Regions from separate parts of the Pan troglodytes genome. Here region 2 is linked to region 1. Evidence: chromatin contacts called from public Hi-C data. All regions are on one chromosome and are shown on one strand. Each heading gives the region's core, a stretch centred on a gene start, on an enhancer-like site or on the middle of the called end of the contact. The rest is flanking DNA. Distances are from core to core; before and after follow the strand shown. Region 1 holds the start of ARHGAP29 (Rho GTPase activating protein 29). Region 2 overlaps ABCA4 (ATP binding cassette subfamily A member 4).

What was found. A called contact is a pair of places that touch in the nucleus more often than the background predicts.
Region 2: a Hi-C map of induced pluripotent stem cells shows a contact between it and region 1, with 1.8 times the contacts expected there. The contact joins the enhancer-like site here to the promoter of ARHGAP29 in region 1. A contact is called at or near these places in 2 of 7 Hi-C or Micro-C datasets (induced pluripotent stem cells and stem cell-derived neural progenitor cells) and 1 of 1 datasets of contacts at active chromatin or transcription factors (stem cell-derived excitatory neurons).

What each region holds. Positions count from the first base shown.
Region 1 is chr1:136,930,954-136,935,493 of NHGRI_mPanTro3-v2.0_pri, forward strand. It overlaps ARHGAP29 (Rho GTPase activating protein 29), which reads left to right and starts at 1,419. Exons shown (of 24, transcript XM_054668034.2): 1 at 1,419-1,608.
Region 2 is chr1:137,129,127-137,133,173 of NHGRI_mPanTro3-v2.0_pri, forward strand. It overlaps ABCA4 (ATP binding cassette subfamily A member 4), which reads left to right. Exons shown (of 50, transcript XM_054668016.2): 18 at 2,057-2,146; 19 at 3,919-4,047. Among named protein-coding and RNA genes, the nearest start is that of ABCA4, 72 kb to the left of the region's middle. Within about 2 kb of position 2,010, at least 6 of the 24 cell types and tissues checked have an H3K27ac peak or open chromatin away from gene starts, as enhancers often do. A contact at or near this core is called in induced pluripotent stem cells, where this site is marked.

The DNA.
Region 1 (4,540 bases), core at 169-2,668:
GGGCACATGCTGAGTCAGTGTCAGAGGATTTGGTGGAGATATTGCCCCTTATTTTTTAGTTTCTTTGCCAAACACAGCCATTTATCCCACTTAGCAGATGTTTGACATTCACCCTTTCTCAGTTAATAATCATATTTACTTATAAAAATGACCCAGGTGTGGTAGCTCATGCCTCTAATCCCAGCACTTTGGGAGGATGAGGCAGGAGGATCCCTTGAGGCCAGGAGTTTGAGACCAGCCTGGGCAACATGGCGAAGACTCCATCTCTACAAAACATAAAAATAAACAACAGAGCTGGATGTGGTGACACGAGCCTGTAGTCCCAGCTACTCAGGAGGCTGAGATGAGAGTATTCCTTCAGTCCAGGAGTTCAAGGCTTCAGTGAGCTATGACTGTGCCACTGCACTCCAGCCTGAGCACAGAGCAAGGCCCTCTCTCTAAAACAAAACAAAACAAAACAAAAACATCTTCCTTTGACAATGTTTTCAAATATATTTCTCCTAACGAAGAAGGGTGAAGAATATGACAGATATTTAATCTTTTTGAAAAATATTTAAAGGGAAGATGCCATTAAGTGATTTTTCCAAATTCCCTTTCCATAATTTTACCCATTAATCAGCTAATATTCATGGAGTGCTTATGTGTCAGCACAGGTGACAGGAAAGGTATTCTTAGTAGAGTTGGTAAGTGTTACTAATATATATTATATATAAATGCAGTGTTTTGTTTTCCTCCAAACATGATATGATGTGTGATCCAACATCTAGATAAATGTTTTATTTTGGTTGCGGCTTCCTCCACCGTGTTGATCAGTCCCATGACTCAAGGAGCACTTAATGGTAAGAAGCAGGTAGCGTGGTTAGGGGACATGCAATCAACTAGCATCTACTGAGCACCTGCCATGTGTCGGGGACTGTATAATAGCTGATGTTTTGAGTAATTTATTTGGTTTGCTGAAAGTGACAATCAGTTGAAGACAGAAAAGAGTGGGGGGAGTTTTAAAGTTAAGCACAAAACGTACTTTTGTTTTGAATGGAAGAAGAAGGGTGGAGGAAGACGGCCGACAAAACAAGTTGAACACCTGAGTCTTGACTGGAAGGAATTCAAAGTGCCCACCTGAGAAATGTCTAATTAAACAAGGACAGAGAACCTGCTCCCTGCAGGAGGGTACAAAAAGTCACTTTTCCTCTAAGTCGCTCTGCCCGCCCTGCTGCAAGTCAAAAGGGCGACCGACGCGGCCGCGGTTGGGACAACTTCAGGCCGGGCGCAGCTGACCGCCGCGTTCTGCGCGCGAGCGAGCAGCCGCCCCAACCTGCCGCGGTCGCCGGCCCCAACCTGCCGCGGTCGCCGACCCCGCCCCCCGGGAGCGCGGGCCAGGCCAATGGGCTGGGCTCCAAGGGGCGGGGCAGGCGGCCGGCGCAGCCGTGGCGGTAGCTGCAAAGGCGGCGGCCGCTGTGGTGGTGGTGGTGTCTGTGGCTGCGGCTGCCACTTGGCCGGGCGTCTGCGGGCCGTGGGGGATGGGGGCGGCGAGCTCCAGCCCTCGGCGGTGGCGGCGGCCGTAGGTGTGGGGCGGCCGTCCGCGTCCGGGACGCGGGATGGAGCGCCGTGGTGAGTGTGAGGAGGTGGCGCTCGCTTCGGCCGCGGCGGTGGTGGCTCCGGGCTGGGGTCGCCCGCGCGGGCGCCGGCTAGTTGCCGTCCAGGGTCCGGCAGGGGCTAGGGGCGCGCCCGGCGAGGCAGGCGCGGACGAGCGAGAGGACGCGGGCGGGCGCTGCGGGTACGCCGCGGACCCCGGGTGCGCGCTCTGAGTTGTGTGACGCAGGCGGGCAGCAGGGGAGAAGCTGGCCGGGTGGACTTTCCTCCCCTTACAGGACTCCCCGAGCGTGTCTCAGCCCCGCTCCCTTTGCTAGCCACCAGCACTCATCGCCTCACTGCGGAATTCAGGGGCTCCTTTACCCTTACCCCCTTGGTTTTCTTCACCGGGTCTCAAGTCCGTCTTTCTTACTGGGGATGCTTTTTGGAAGTTTGGTGACGTTTTCTGAAATTTCAGTCTGACACATGCAAAGGCTGAGTAAAACAGACATCTCATGTTCCATATTTACTTTTTCTTATTGCACTTCACCTCACCTAGACCCTGGCTATTTATTACTTTGGGGGAGGGAGATCTAAGGTTGTAAAACACCGTCTTGCGCATTCTCACCGTGTGCCCCTTCTGGAGCGTCTCTGTCGTTCCCTCCCACCCTACTCCTCCCCTTCTCTCTCCCCACTCATTACTGCCTGGTCTCGCCCTTCCACCTTTTCCCAGCCATGGCTCTAGGGCAAGTCGTGTGCTCTGCAAAATAGGAAGGGACAAGCTGGGAGATTGCACCTACCACCTGGAGAGCGGACCCCTGTGCGTTTGTTTCACTAGGTGTCCCAGGACCCGGTCTGTGATAGAAACCTGGTGTTCCCAGGGAGGATCTTGCCTTGGTTTAAACAGAGCAGCCAAGGACGTTCCTCCCTTGTCTTTCAGCCCCTCTGATTTGTCCGAGTTTATCTCACCTTTTCACCACCACCACCCCTCTTTAAAAACCAAGGGTGGCGTTCCACATTGTTTTTTTTGGATCTTTGACATCCTCTGTTTTCTAAAGATGGATCTTTTTTGGGCGGGGGATGGAGGGGTTGGCGGGGGGAAGGGGAATGTTAGGAGATGTTTTATGAAAGTTCTAAGTACCTTTTTGCTCTACATTTACCTTTTTCTTTATTAATCTTTGGGAATTAGCTTCGCTTCCTCCTCATTCAGTTTGGGAGAGGAGATTCCCCTTTCAAGAAAAATACTTCAAAATTAGATATGAAAGTGAATATTCAGAATGAGTGAATCACAACAAAACTATGGGAGTCTTGGAGATTAGGTCCCTTTCTGTAGTGATTTCTTTACGCAGTTTGCCAGAAATGCTTATTTCAAAATGCCTCCTTGTTACAGGAACTGTGTAAGTAAGCAACCCTGATGCTTAAGCTTCATGAGCTTTACAGTATGTATACAGTTCTTGTCTGATGATTCTGAGAAGAGTTTAAGAGTGAACTTGAAGAAAATAGAATAGGCCTGAGTAGAAAATGTTTTAGTCCCCAATTTGGCAGGAAATAGAACTTTGGCTGAGATGTAGAAAAGCGCTGCCCAAGAATGTATAGTGGTTGGTCATTACTGCTCCCCTTACCTCCTTAAAATAGAATATCTACCTCAGTTGTAAGCACCTTCACTTCCTCACATGTAAAGGCTCTTGACCTAGGAACATGGGCTTTTATAGCCACTGCTCTTGGTCCCGGGGGTTAGTATAACCACATTGAACAAAGTTCATGCCCAGAAGTCACCCTAAAGAATTTTCATTCTCGTATCACTTATTCATTCAGCATTCACTAAGAAAATTTAGTCTGATCCCATTTTGTGGTAGACAGTCCTGTAGAACCTTTGCATCTTCGGTAGCAATAGACAATATTGATGGGGCCCAAGGTATAATATCGTGAGTTTCCCAAGTATGTTGAATATCCTATGGGAAAGTAAAGGGATGCTTTATTTTTAGTGGAGGAAATGAAAGGCTTCTCGCAATTTCCCCCACACCTACACCGCCACTGCATTCCTAGGCAACGAAATTCTTTTGTCATTTAAGATTAGGTTCATATTCTCTAGAATTTTATGTAAATGGAATCATACCAAAGATATACAGTGTGTATGTGCCTGGCTTCTTTCATTTAGCTTAATGCTTTTGAGATTCATCTATGATTTTTTCCGATGTCATGGATATGTAATGTTAAATAGTATTCCATCGTAAGGCTGTACCACAGTTTGTTTATCTGTTGATGGAGTTTGGGTTGTTTTGTTTTTGACTATCATGAAAAAAATTGCTATGCATTTGTATACAAGTTTAGGGGTGAATATATGTTTTCATTTCTTTTGGATGCATACAAAAGGAGAATTACTGGGTTGTATGTTAAATGTACATTTCCTGTGTAAGAAACTGCCAGGCTGTTTCACAAAGTGATTGTATACCTTGTATATAGAAGCATGTATTACAGTTACAGTTGCCCTACATCCTCACCAACACTTAGTAGTTCAGTCTAGCTGAAATTAAAATTTCTTCTGACTATTCAGTGGTATCTCATAGAAGTTGAAATTTGCATTTCCCTGATACTAATGGTATTGAGCAATATTTCATGTGCTTATTGCCCAGTTGTGTATCTTCTTTTGTGCAGCATATGTTCACTTCATTACTCATTATTTTATTGGATTGTTGTTTTATTTTTATTGAATTGTAAGAGTTCCTGATATATTTGGTTACAAATCCTTTGTCAGATATTTTCTCCCAATTTGTGGCTTGCATTTTATTTCAACACTGTCTCTCAAAGAGCAGAAGTTTTAAATTTTTTTGTTCAATTGTTTGTTGTTAGTGTATAGAAAGAAAATTGATTATAGTGTATTAACTTTGTATTCTGTGACCTTGCTATATTCATTTATTAGATGTAGTAGCTTATAGGCTTCTTAAGATTTTTTTTTTAAGTCCCCAACCCA
Region 2 (4,047 bases), core at 760-3,259, 200 kb after region 1:
TGTGAGGTCTGAGAAAGCAAAGAAATTCCAGGGTGTAAGCGGGGGACTCCCCTAGAGCTGAAGCACTCTCCCATCTGTTTGTTGCTCACCTACCTATTCTTTACTTTGTATTATTGGGCCTGGGCCAGGACTTATCCTGCAAGCACTGAGATGGATGTTTGTTTTCTCTGGGGGATTAGTCCAGGGCCTTTAAAGGGCTTGGCCAGGGTTTTTTTTTTCTTTTTTTCTTTTGTTTTTTGCTTTTGTTTTCACTGGGTCAAACAAACAACACTTTAACAACTCAGGATTTTTTCATTGTATTGACTTGTCTACCTGTAAACTTGTTAATTTTTTACTATAATAAAATTATATAATAAATGAAAAATTTCAACACAGGGCTTGTGGGCATTTTATTTTTCTCTACAATCCCAACAGATACTCTGCCTCTTAAGAAAAAAAATCATAAGGAAAATATGCTCCTTCAAAAGTGAATCACAAATATGTTTGCCAACGGAAGGCAAATATTTTTCACCTGTCTCATAGGCTGGACTGAAATGGATTTCTAAAACTCTCTGAAACCAGAAAAGAGCTGAGTGTCTCCACCCAACCTCCCTCCTTTCACAGATTAAAAAATAAAAAATGGAGCCCAGGAGACATCCAGTATCTTCCCCTATTGGTCACCTGGGACAAAATCTGGAACGTGCACATACATTGCCTGGCAGGAAACTCATTCCAGTGATTAAACTCTTCAGGAGGATGTTTCCTCTTGCTATTTCATTACCTATTTGTGCAGTTTGATAGCTAGTAAAGTGATCAAAGGAACTGTGGGGCATAGAATCAAAAGTCCTTCAGGAAGCAGAAATAGAAGAACAGTACTAGAGGCAGCAGGTCCCTGACCAGCAGGCCCACTACCTGCTGCTCCAGCACACATCCTGCACATTTTCAGAGGGCGGGGGACAGAGGGGCCCTGGGTGGCTGTTGCATTGAGAAATCTCGCCCTGCTCCTGTATGTGCACTTGAGGCCGAGAGCCCTTGGATGCCTGGTGACAGTGGTTTCCTCCTGCCCCTGTCTTCCTCTCTGGCAGACTGGCCCTTCTGCTTCTCTTCCCCTTCCAGGATGTCCTGATGTCTTTTTAAACCAAATGGCAAGTTTGCCAAAAAGTGTCTGTTTGTGTGTGTGTGTATGTGTGTGTGTGTGTGTGTGTGTTCAATGCGTGTGTTTATACCGCACTTCACAATTTGTCCAGGCTTGTATTAATACCATCACCAGGCTCAACCCTGGTGTTAATTCCAAGATACTTAAATGCCCATCTAGGTGAATTTCTCAGGTAAACCATATACTCAAGCTGTAGTTTAAGCTGGCTGCCCGTCATAGCACTTTGAATAGACTTTGTTTTTGTTTTTGTTTTTTGAGACAGAGTCTCACTCTGTCGCCCAGGCTGGAGTGCAGTGGCGCTATCTCGGCTCACTGCAACCTCCGCCTCCCGGGTTCAAGCGATTCTCCTGCCTCAGCCTCCTGAGTAGCTGGGACTACAGGTGAGCGCCACCCCACCCGGCTAATTTTTGTATTTTTAGTAGATACGGGGTTTCACCATGTTGGTCAGACTGGTCTCGAACTCCTGACCTCATGATACGCCTGCCTTGGCCTCCCAAAGTGCTGGGATTACAGGCGTGAGCCACCACATCCGGCCCCTGAATACACTTTTACTCAAGGTTCGCCATGACTTTCACATGTTTTGGATTGGAGTAAAATGTGCCAGTGGTGGGCTAAAGAAAATTAACTCATTTCAAATTCAAACCTGGTTTTCTTAATTTTTTTTAAATCACAGTTTCTGAAACTGTGGGCTCCTCCTGGCACATTGAGAGGAGGAGGGGAAACTCTCCAAGTCTGAAGCTCCTGTTATAAATCTTCCTCTGGCAAAGATTGTGTGATCAGGCTTGAGTACCTCACAGTCCTAGAGCAGGTCAGAGGCTGGCTAGGAAACTCATTTGCTCCCTGTACCTCTCCCCTCCTTTCCTGCCTTTGCTGGTTCTCAGCTCCCGGTGGTAGAGTAACACTGGCTTCTGATTGGTGCAGGGTGTTCAACCAGAGAAGAAAGAGCCCTGGAAAAGACCGAGCCCCTAACAGAGGAAACGGAGGATCCAGAGCACCCAGAAGGAATACACGGTAAAACCCCGATAAAGAATACACAGCAGAGGCGAGGAAAAGGCTCTAAGCACTGCAGAGGGCCAGAGCAAAACATCTCATGGCAAGGGTGGAAAGAAGCCTAGGAAACTGACTCTCTCTGTGGACAAGTGTTAAACAAGATCCCTTCTCAGAGGTCCATCTGCATGTGTGTGGAATGAATGGTTCAGCCCAGACATTAGCGCATATTTCCTGGAGAAAGCAAATACCGACTATGTAGTGTGCCTGTGCCCTTGTTAGGCAAATCCCAAGTGAGTTGCACAAATGTGCTGACTTCCGAGGATTTAGCAAGAACAATAACTTTGGTCACTGGGACTTAAAGCGGATATGAGCTATAAGGAAAGACAAAAATAAATGCTTCTGTGTCCAGGGGGAAAGAGACTCCAGGGGAGCTGACTACACTTCACTTACGGCTTACAAATCTAGAAGGCCATTCATTGAAACCATCAGAAGCCTTTCCTGACAGTGGAAGTTACCTAATAATCCCTAAACTGACGACCCAGATTTACAAGTTTTGTTTTCCTGGCTTTTGCCGCCCTCATCTTCTCTCTTAAACTAGTTCTGTATTTCTCCCAAGGCTTTACATTCCCTAAGCATACGCATTTCTCTGTGGCCAAAATGCTCTGGGTTTAGACAGGCAGCACAGCCCCTGGGCTCTGCCTGACAGGGCAGGAGAGGGTCTGGCCTTTATCCCTCCAGCCCACCCCAGGGGCCATTTCATAAAACTAAAGCCAGAGACCTGCAGCCCCTCCCAGAGTTAGACTGCAGTACACCGTGCCTCTGGCAAGATCCTCCTCCCACAGTGGAAAGTCTAAGCCGAAATCAGGAGGCTGGGGACTGGTTCCACCTCAGTTGCAGGCAAGGCCAGGAGGCACGGATAGAAGAAACAGTGGACTTTTTCCCCCTAGGGAAAAAAATGCTTAGAGCTACAGTATTAAGATGACAAATTAAGCTGTGCCATATAAGGTGAAATGAAGCAGGGAGAGATGGGAGGTCAGGGAGAAGTGAGAGCACTCGGTGAGGGTCTGCACTGGAGGGGGCATGGGAGGAAGAAGGAGGGGAGTGGGGTTTGAGGGATGGTGATGAGGAAGCATGGACTGCCCTACCCACCTATTGGAAAACTCTGGGAGTTCTGAGGAGCAAGAAGCCTTAGTCAAAGTCAACTCAAAGATTCAAGCCAAGGTGACTAAGAGAATGGCGGTCCAGAAAAGGTCATGGGAGAATCTGAAGGCAGACGTTGTTTTGGGAAGATGAAGAACCTAAGCCGCTTCTAGAAATTCATGAGGAAATGCCCCGTGGACTGTTGGCAATGAGGGCCTAGGACCAAGGTTGGGCTTGGGGCCAACTCTCCCTATAGACAGTGCATTCTAACAAGCATGGGCTCTGGGTTCAAATCCCAACTCTGCCACTCATGCCTATGTGTCCTTAATAGGACGCTTGATGTCTCTGTGTCTAAGGTTCCCTGGACTATGGAAATGAGCCTAATAAATGTCTACCCCTTAGGACCATTATAAGAGTATATTGAGGTAATTTGTGTAAAGCAGTCGAAGCAGTGCCTGGCATATAGGAGGTGCTGTATAAACGTTTGATGCTAGTATTACTATTATTATTCTGGAGTCTTCCTTGCAACGGTGATAGCCGAAGCCACAGGGGCAGGTGATGTTATAGGCAGAATACAAGGGCCTGGAGAAAGAGCCCTGGGGCCATGTAATTAGGCATTATGTTTACATCATGTTCATTTTTTTTCCTCCAAGACTCCTTCTTTGAACGTGAGCATCCAGGGTGGGTTCCTGGGGTATGCGTGAAGAATCTGGTAAAGATTTTTGAGCCCTATGGCCGGCCAGCTGTGGACCGTCTGAACATCACCTTCTACGAGAACCAGA